2 separate regions of the Columba livia genome follow, and region 2 is linked to region 1. The links are chromatin contacts, called in public Hi-C maps. All regions are on one chromosome and are shown on one strand. Each heading gives the region's core, a stretch centred on a gene start, on an enhancer-like site or on the middle of the called end of the contact. The rest is flanking DNA. Distances are from core to core; before and after follow the strand shown. Region 1 overlaps LOC135579345 (a long non-coding RNA gene). Region 2 holds the start of WDR19 (WD repeat domain 19).

What was found. A called contact is a pair of places that touch in the nucleus more often than the background predicts.
Region 2: a Hi-C map of liver shows a contact between it and region 1, with 2.7 times the contacts expected there. The contact joins the promoter of WDR19 here to the enhancer-like site in region 1. A contact is called at or near these places in 2 of 2 Hi-C or Micro-C datasets (crop and liver).

Annotation. Positions count from the first base shown.
Region 1 is chr4:24,176,601-24,180,988 of bColLiv1.pat.W.v2, forward strand. All of the region lies in intron 2 of LOC135579345 (a long non-coding RNA gene), which reads right to left. Among named protein-coding and RNA genes, the nearest start is that of TBC1D1, 120 kb to the left of the region's middle. Within about 2 kb of position 2,596, at least 1 of the 3 cell types and tissues checked has an H3K27ac peak away from gene starts, as active enhancers do.
Region 2 is chr4:24,499,403-24,503,790 of bColLiv1.pat.W.v2, forward strand. It overlaps WDR19 (WD repeat domain 19), which reads left to right and starts at 2,496. Exons shown (of 37, transcript XM_065062613.1): 1 at 2,496-2,569; 2 at 3,942-4,033; 3 at 4,118-4,183. The coding sequence starts at 2,564. KLHL5 (kelch like family member 5) reads left to right here. Exons shown (of 13, transcript XM_065062627.1): 13 at 615-2,168. The coding sequence ends at 671.

The DNA of each region.
Region 1 (4,388 bases), core at 1,346-3,845:
CTTCCAAGCTGCCCGGACATCCAGCATATACTGAGGTTCTCGCTGGCTACTAAACTGGCCTAATTTTGAATGGGAAAAAGCAAAAGCAGATACAGGTCAGGTCAGATGAAAACATGTGAAGATGTACTGAATATTCAAAAAAAAAAAAAAAAACAAACAACAAAACAAAACAAAAAAAAAACACAACAAAAAAAGACCAAGCTCATTCCTTTGCCTTAATTCATGTGGCCATTTGTCCTAACCATTTTCTGATTAATAAAAGGGAGAGCTTTTTCCTGCTCTCTCCAGCTGTCTTTTGCAAAAGGATTGTAAAGCTTCAGGCAAAGCTGTTACAGCTGTCATAACCAGAACCATCACAAAAGTCAGACTGATTATAATATGGGCTTACATGGGGCAGATGGAAACTGTCTGCTTAATTTCAAGTTTTAAGGTCTTTCTGTCTCTCAGATCTTGCACATTCTGTCTATGTAAGGCAGAGGTGTCAACTCATTTACACCGGGGGCCACATCAGCCTCTCAGTTGCCTTCAAAGGGCCAAATGTAATTTTATTTATACAGTCCTAAAATGACATTTGGCTCTTTGAAGGCAATCGTGAGGCTGATGTGTCCCCCGGTGAAAATGAGTTGGACACTCCTGAGTAAGGGAAGGAACACCAACATTGTGAAGTATTACCCTGCTGTGTCTTATCAGGAAGGGGATAAATTTGATTTCAACAAGAAAACCCACAAAACTTTTGGCAGAGATGTAAACTTTTTTGTCATTATTCTTTCATTTTACTTTTCCTTTAGTGCCTGAAATTAAAGGACCTAAATTTATCCCCAGGAGGGAATTTAATCAACTATTCCAACAGGAACAGGATGGTACCCTTATTATTCCTACCTCAGATAACAAACTGCCTCTGGAGGAGGAGTTCCTTTGTTGTTGCTGAGTTACTTTTTTAATGTGTTTATTACCCTTGAAGTTTAAGACCTAAGCCTCTAATCTCCAAAGCAAAGCAGCGATTGTGACCCTAAGCGAAGGAGGTGCTGTAATGCTGTTGTTCAGTATTGTGCAAGCTGCTGAGTGCTGTGCTGTGCAGAAAGCTTCTGTCTCCTCCGGATATCAACTTCTATGAGATGTAGTTTTCCTAAATGACACCAGGTGTTGTACAGTAAAATCAGGAGAGCAGAGGAGCTGAACCTAATTCTTGGTGTGGCCCTTCCCACGTGCGTGTTGCTCCAGGCAGACACCTTCTACAGGTGGCCCTAACCACAGGTGGGTTAAAAAGCCTTCATTGACCTTGATTCTTCTATAAACTTCCTAGTTTGGCATTTGAGTGCTGTATGAAGTTAGTGTCTCTGGAGAACGGTGTGTTTTCCCGACAGTTAACTTTTGCCTAAATCAGAGGGGTTTAGGCCACAGGGGACTGATGAGCTAGCCAAGTACAGAACTGCAAACTGGCTTCAGCTACAATGCTGAAGTAAATGTGGCAATTGAGGAAAAAAGTATGGAAAGACAGGGATGACATAGATGAGACCAGACAACTTTGAGAGGGTCCTGCACGCTCCTAGGACTGTGCTTTGCTGTGGAGACCCCGCTGGAGTGCTGCTGTCGTGCCAAAGGCAGGGCAGGGGAGGCAGCTGGTGGGACGTGTTAGAGAAACCAATTAACAGACAGAGCATCGGAGAGAAACTGTAAAAAGGGCAGGGCGGGGGCGCAGGAAGCAAAAGCCCCGTAACCACCAGCCCTGTAACCAGCAGCCCTGACCTGCCACCGCTGTCCCACTCTGTCCCGCACACGTGAAAGTGCTGCACAGCGGTTGGGGCCAGAGGCATCAAACCTCCCGCATGCAAGGGGATGAACATGTGAAAGACAGCTGGTGGGTCCTTGTGAAGTTTCCAAAAGAAATCACGTTGCTGAGTCTGCCTCCAGATTTCCATTTACACCAACCTGAAAGATGAGGATTTGGGTTTGATTTGAATTGATTAAATTCAGGCTCCAATTGTTACATCATTTGTATATGGAAAGTAATTGCAATTTTGTTATCTCTTTTCCAGATACAGATTTGGCTGCTTTGCCAGAGTGAACATCAAACAATGTTTCCTTCTGAAAATCCTAGGGAATTAAAACTCATCTAGATAATTTTGTACTCATTTCCTGCATTTAGCATAGTTTTAATATTACTGGTCTACAATATGACTCAAAGACTCTTTTACTCTTCAATTAAAGCTGTCAGTTAACTCCAGGCATTGATTTTCAAAATGAATATTTCACTTCCTAATTCTGCATTTGTGCAAGTCACAAAGTGCCTATTTCTGCATGACGGAATTCACATCAGTGGTGAATCAAATTCTCCACTAGATGGCAATGTTGTTTCAGAACATTTGTGTCGAAAGGTGTTTCTCTGCCAACAAGTTTAAAAGGACGTGGAATCCATGAGATTTGTCCAATAAGTGATTTTTGGATGATTTGGGGAAGAAAAGAGTTTCCTTTTATTACAAAATCAGTTTTGGTTAGAAAAGGTTTTGATGAAAACTTTGTATGTACTGTGATTATTATGATCACAGAAGTCTTGGTTCATGAAAACAACTTTGAAAATGTCTAAAACCAAGTATTGACAGAGAATGCAGAAAATGAGCAGAGTGATCTCTGCCTTATGCTCTTATCTAATACCCACCATTGTGGCTCAGCGGCTCAAAATCCTTCAGTTGTTTCTAGCCACAGTTTTGACGGTAAGTAGAAAAATACTCCTCTCCTCCTTTTATGGCCATGGAGACAGAGAAGCAAAAGACTATTTCTGCAGCAGTACTGGAAAGCCTCGCCAGCTCCACCAGTGCATTCCTTGGGGTAAAGGAGCAGCTGTGCTCCTCTTCTCCTGCCTCCCGGGGCTTTGTTCGGCTGGCCTGGCATGTTCAGACAATACCTGAGCCGCGGTGAAGGTGTGACAGAGGCTTTGGGCAGGCCCTGCAGCCACTCACGCCCACTGCCATGGGTCTCATGGCTCCGTGCAGAGCTGCTGTGCAGTGCTGGTGGTGCTGGGCAGTGACACCGGAGACCATTGCTGCAGTGGGGCTTCTGGCAGTATTAGTCCACTGTGATGAAAAACAGGTCAGGGAACCAGCACCTGGCTATTTACAGTGAATGTAGGCTGCAGAGATGGGACCAGAGGGTGGCCTCTATCACAGAAACATGATTTACCTTTATCTGCATTCGGCAAAACACAACCTCTGTGAAACAAAAAAAGGCCCACATGCCCCGCTAGGAGAAACACAGTTCCTTTATGTGCTGCAAGCAGGCAGCTGCAGGTCTGCTCTCAGGTAATATCTTAGGCCAGTGCAGCTCTGGAAAATGTTTTAATAAGTCTTTAAATAGCATGCAGCATTAAGGCTAAATAGGGTTTCCACCTTAGATCTTGACCTAAGGTTTCCAGCTTCTATACTAAGATACAGCATGATATTCAGTGAACTCTCTTGTATTAAATTCTGCCTTACTGTGCTGATAGTTCTAAACTGCAGTATTGTAAGCACTAACCTAAAATTAGGTCTGTTTGTTTCTTAGAAGTTATTCACCAGCATTACAAATTAAAAGTGGAATGACGCTATTTGCAGACAATACCATGCTTTCCACTAGCACTGGCTGAGAACACCATCACTTAACTTACTTCAAGAAGAGAGTCCCTGTCAACACTGGATCCTCTGATCACATGAGACTCAATTACATGTACTTCAAAGTTCACCTGGGCTAGTTTTATTTTTTGTAATAAAGCAAATTTTAGAAAAAAAAGACTTTCCACCTTTCCCTTAGATGAAAAGAATAAGAAAGATACCACCAGGAAAAAAACAATACAGGTGTGATTTAAAGTAGTGATTCCTGATTTTGGTAGTTCTGCAATGCCATTATATTAATTGCTGTTAAAGGATTATTCAGGCCTTGGCTACAGAGACGATTATGGCTATAGGTACAGTTACAGAACGGAGCAATTTGAATTGAGAGAGGCAAATGTAACGGTTCTGCTTCAAATGTACATTACTTTCCTTGTTTGGTACTCTTTGCTCACTTCATCCTGGTGGGAACATAGAAAACTGTCATTTTTGCTTTAAATCAGAGACACAAAGGTTTATAGCACTCTCAAGAGACATGAGAGAGTATCTCGCTCTCAGCGCAGACTTTGCAGACCCTCCTGAGGGCACCTGCCCATTGCCAGTTGCTGCGCCCCTGCCTTATCTAGAGAGGCCAAACTTACAATGAGAGGTAATAGTTTTAATCCCCGATAACACATGTGATGACCTTTGGGGCTCAGATTGTATTCAACTGTCCAGATAGGAAGCTGCAAAATCGGAACTGAATGAAGGTGAGACACGCGTGCTCTTATGACATCCACAACCCATTGGTTACCCTGGAGGCTTTTG
Region 2 (4,388 bases), core at 1,246-3,745, 320 kb after region 1:
GCTCCAATACTAGGAAGTTTAAAAGGGGAAGCTGAATGTTAGAAACTACCTTCCTCTTTGCAAATCCAGCAGAATCGCAGCAAAAAGGGTCTTGCCAGAAATAATTTCTGTTTACAAAGAATAATAGAGACTGGGAAATTATTTGTATTTCAAGAACTCTTAGCAGGATTTTATCAAATACTGGAGCAAAAAGGAGAGGTTGCCCTATCATGTTTGGCATTTTCTGTTTGAGAGAAAAATGCATAATTTTGCCAACCGTTACTCAGTTGTCAGACTGCTTGGCTCAGATGTCTGGTTTGTACCACAACAAAGGATTCTTTCTTCTTGAAATTCTTTCTTATTGAAATTATCAATAAGTATTGTTTCATATTCTTGCGGTTTGCTATTGCTTCTAAAGTGCTTCACTCTATCATATCAAATACTTTCACCTTTTCTGTGGCTTTTTATCCAAGTTTTGGACCAATTTGCAATATTTTTATGTCACATTAACAGTGTGGGTGATGTTGCCACTGTTGCAGCTGTCAAACCATTATTATAAGCATTAACTACATGTCAGTTTTAGGAAAAAAAATAAAAATACTTAAAGCTGACTACATTTTTTTTCTTTCTTACAGGTTGCACCATTGTGCTTAGGAAGAGCTGGAGCATGTGTTGTGACTGTAAAACTGTAAATTATTTTCTCTATGAAGATGACATTCTCCATAGACTATTTCTTTTTTCCTCAAGCAAACTACCGGTGCACCAATAAGTAACAAGGTGTGGGATGTCAACCACAGCGAGTGTTTGGTCTCAAGCTAACATGTACATGTTCTTACGGACCAATACGAAGCACTTTTTTAAAAAAATCATCTTTGTTACCCATATGTTACAAGAATTCTATTTGTAAGAAAATCAGCAGCAACCGGCCAGTTGCCAGCAGAAGACTTCTGTTCTTCTGTTTAGGAAGTGCTAAGAAATGAGTTAACTCATTTGTGAATTTGTTGTAATAAACAAATGCTACAGATTCAGGGTCTTGATCCCCAAACACGCAGTGATGTGCTATATGGATATACTTCCACTGATATAATTGAGTCTGTCTCTGGGTGAAAGAAGTTACAGGATTAGACCCCATACATTTAATTTGCCTATAATAAACTTGTTTTGCCATAAGTATCTGAGCTATTACAATGCAGGCTGAAAAAAACCAATGCAAACCATTGTAAATGGCAGGTGTGATGCCAGCCTTGGAAATGAAGATGTGTATTTGGTGAATCTTTTGCACTTTTATCATCATTCCTAGTTTAGCAAACTTTTTATTTAACCAAAGGCTTATTTTAAATATTGTCTTATTATGCTAACAGAAATCTGCTATTTAATAATTTCTGCCAGAGATTTTTGACATCCAGTGTACTTTTTGGATTGTCAGAGTTTTCTATGTGAGATGCAGAACATCATACCTTTTTCTCTACTTTGTTCTTATATTTACTTTGCTATGTTTAAGGGGAAATCTGTAAGCATGAATTATTGGAAGAATTCTAAAGTCTGATTAGAAGTTAAGCAATTTAAGTTTAATGTTTGCACTTTGGAATTTTTGAAGCATTCCATTACATCTAGACTAATTACATTTTACATGAGGCTTTGCACTAATTTGAAAAGTATGATTTTATAAGATAAAATGAAACAATTGTCTGTCTGTCCAGTAAAGTTGCTTCAAAATGTAAAGAGCCAAATCCTCCAAGATGCTGAACTGCCAACATATGAGCACGTTCAGCATCTTAGAGGAGAGTTACGTGTGCCTCACAGGTTTGTGTCAATTAGTTACCTTATTTAACAGTTATATCATTTTTTCAGAGAGTTTATAATTTGCCTTTCTCGAGCCCTATGCTGTTACACCGAATTGCTTTGAAAGGTCTGGAAAGTCTTTTTGTATTTGCTTTTCTGTGCCTTGCTCCTTTTGTTTTCAGAACAGTAGGTGATTGTGTGCGTTTGTGATGGAAAATGGGAAGATGTGAGCTCACTGAATGTTTTACCAACGTTTGAAGCATCTGATACCCAAAGTCTTTGTACATTTGTAATTTTAAATGTGTTAATGCTCTCGGTGAACTATTTATTGTTTTAAAATAAATTACTAAGCAGTGAAACCTGCAGTGTTTGCAACCAAATACAGAATGCAACAGAACTTGAACGCAGTTATCGGGTCAGCGCCTTTTTTCTCTCTTTTGTGTACCCGTATCCGCGACTTGACAGGTCTCATTAAGAAATGTGACTTTAGCTGCTCCTCGTGTTGGACTTGTGGTTTTAGAAAACCTCCATTTCCCTGTCAGCACTTTAACCTATTGCAGCCGCGGCCTCGCTCAGCCCTCCGGCTCGTGTCCCCACACGACAGGCCCGCCCCCGCCCCTTCCGGCGCGCCTCCCCATTGGATGCGGCCTGTGGCCCCGCCCCGCAGCCGTGATGGCGCCGGCCTTCCTCCGTCTCCGGGGTGACAGCGACGCCCTGGGCGGGCGTGGTCGGGCTCGCGGATCAGCCGGGTCGGGGGAGAGGCGCATGCGCAGAGGGCGCCGCGCAGCGGGCGGTGGGCGCGATGAAGGTGAGTCTCTTCGGCCGCCGTACGCGCGGGCGGGAGGAGGGGGCCGCCCAGGAGCCCCAGCCCACGGTGGCGCCCAGGGCCAGCGGTCGCGGCTGTAGTTCCCGCTCGCCGCTGCACGATCGGGGCCTGGGCGTCGAGCGGGCCCCGCTGCGGCCTGGGGAGGGGAGCGGGGCGCGTCGGCAAGTGCCTGTGCGTGCCGGCCTCGAGCGGGCGGGATCCGCCTGAGGGGAGCGAGAGCCGCTCCCGGGAGCCCCGGCCAGGCCGGGTCTGTCCGCGGCAGTTGCCTGCGCCGCCCGGAGCTGTTACCGTGGGACGGTGTTCTGCCGCGGCCCTGTGGCGGTGCCTCGGTACCGGCCCCGGCAGCACCGGGGGGCGAGAGACCCCTCGGGCAGCGGCTGAGCGAGTGGGCCCGAAGGGTAGTTTCCTGCTCAAACCACTGCGGGGGGGTTAGTTGATCGTTACTGTACAGTGCGCTGGAGCTTGCCTGCACTGCCCAAACGATTTTCTTCGTCGTTGGTTTATTACAAATTTAATTAAATTTTTTTCAAAAACAGCCTGGTTGTCAGGTGCTCTTTGTGCTTGTGTTACGTGGTTCTCATATTTTTATACTTCTTGTGAGTAAAATGCAAAGAACGCCTCAGTTTACATTCGACCCAACAGAAGGGATGAGGGACCTTTGGGTAAGCGTTTGGTGGGCAACCAGGTGTTGGTGTTCACCTGATGAAGTGGGAGGGAAAAAGCTGTGGTGGCAAGCTGGGAAACCAAGCTGTGGGCTTTGTCTTGCACTCAAATTCTAGAAAAACCTGCAGGTAGTGTGCAAGAAAAAAGAAGTTCAGAAGCTCTCTGAGTCAGAAGTCAGAATCTCTTCTTATGGCTGAGCAGCTTTGAGGTCTTAGCTTTTAAGACCCAACAATTCAGAGAGGACAAAATAGTTACATACATTTAAAAATGTAGATGTTGAACCTTCTGTGTTGTACACACCAAGAATGCTTTCTGGTCCCAGGCTTTTCCATGAAATTTAGAGAACTAAATATTCTGGACTTTGGACATGAAGGGGAGAGTACCCTATGCAATTTTTTAATTCCAGTAATTCTGTAAGAGAAAAATAATACTTTCAGTAGAGTCACAATAGTTTCAATGCAGACACCTAGCACCAGAAACTTCTTTTTTGTCCAGCACAAATCAAAATAATTTTCTGTGGAATTTTGGTGCTTTGGTGCATTAGAATCACCCAGAAGTTATGTTTGAGGGTTGTAAATTTTTTTTCCCCCTCCACAGTACTCACAGTTGCTAGCACGTTGGGAAGTTTTTTATTATTATAGGCTCATGATTTTAAGATGCATAATTTCTCACTTTTTTTTTTGTCTCCCAGCAAGTATTCAGTCTATTAGAAAAAGCTTGGTCTGGTTCCCCTGTGCAGTTTGCTTGGCAGAAAACTTTGGGAAATTTCCTTGCTGTAACAGGGTAAGATTACAAATATTTGTTGCATTTGTCCATAGAAATCACTGATGAAGAAAGGGAATTATTCTATATACTAATCTTTTTTAGGGGTGATCATACTGTGAAAATTTTTGATCGTCATGGTCAGAAGAGAAATGAAATCAGCTTACCAGGGTAGGTACTCAGATGGCTTTAAATTATTTTCTTTGTTGTTTTTGTTTTAAATGCCGCTTTTCTGGTGAGGTGCTTATATAATGTGAGAACTTTTTAGGAAGAGGTACTGCCTCTGGTGAACATACCTGGAAAAGAAGACCAACTGATGGGCATGTATGGAATCTGAGACAGTAAAAGCTGAACTCATAATAAGCTATTGAGGATA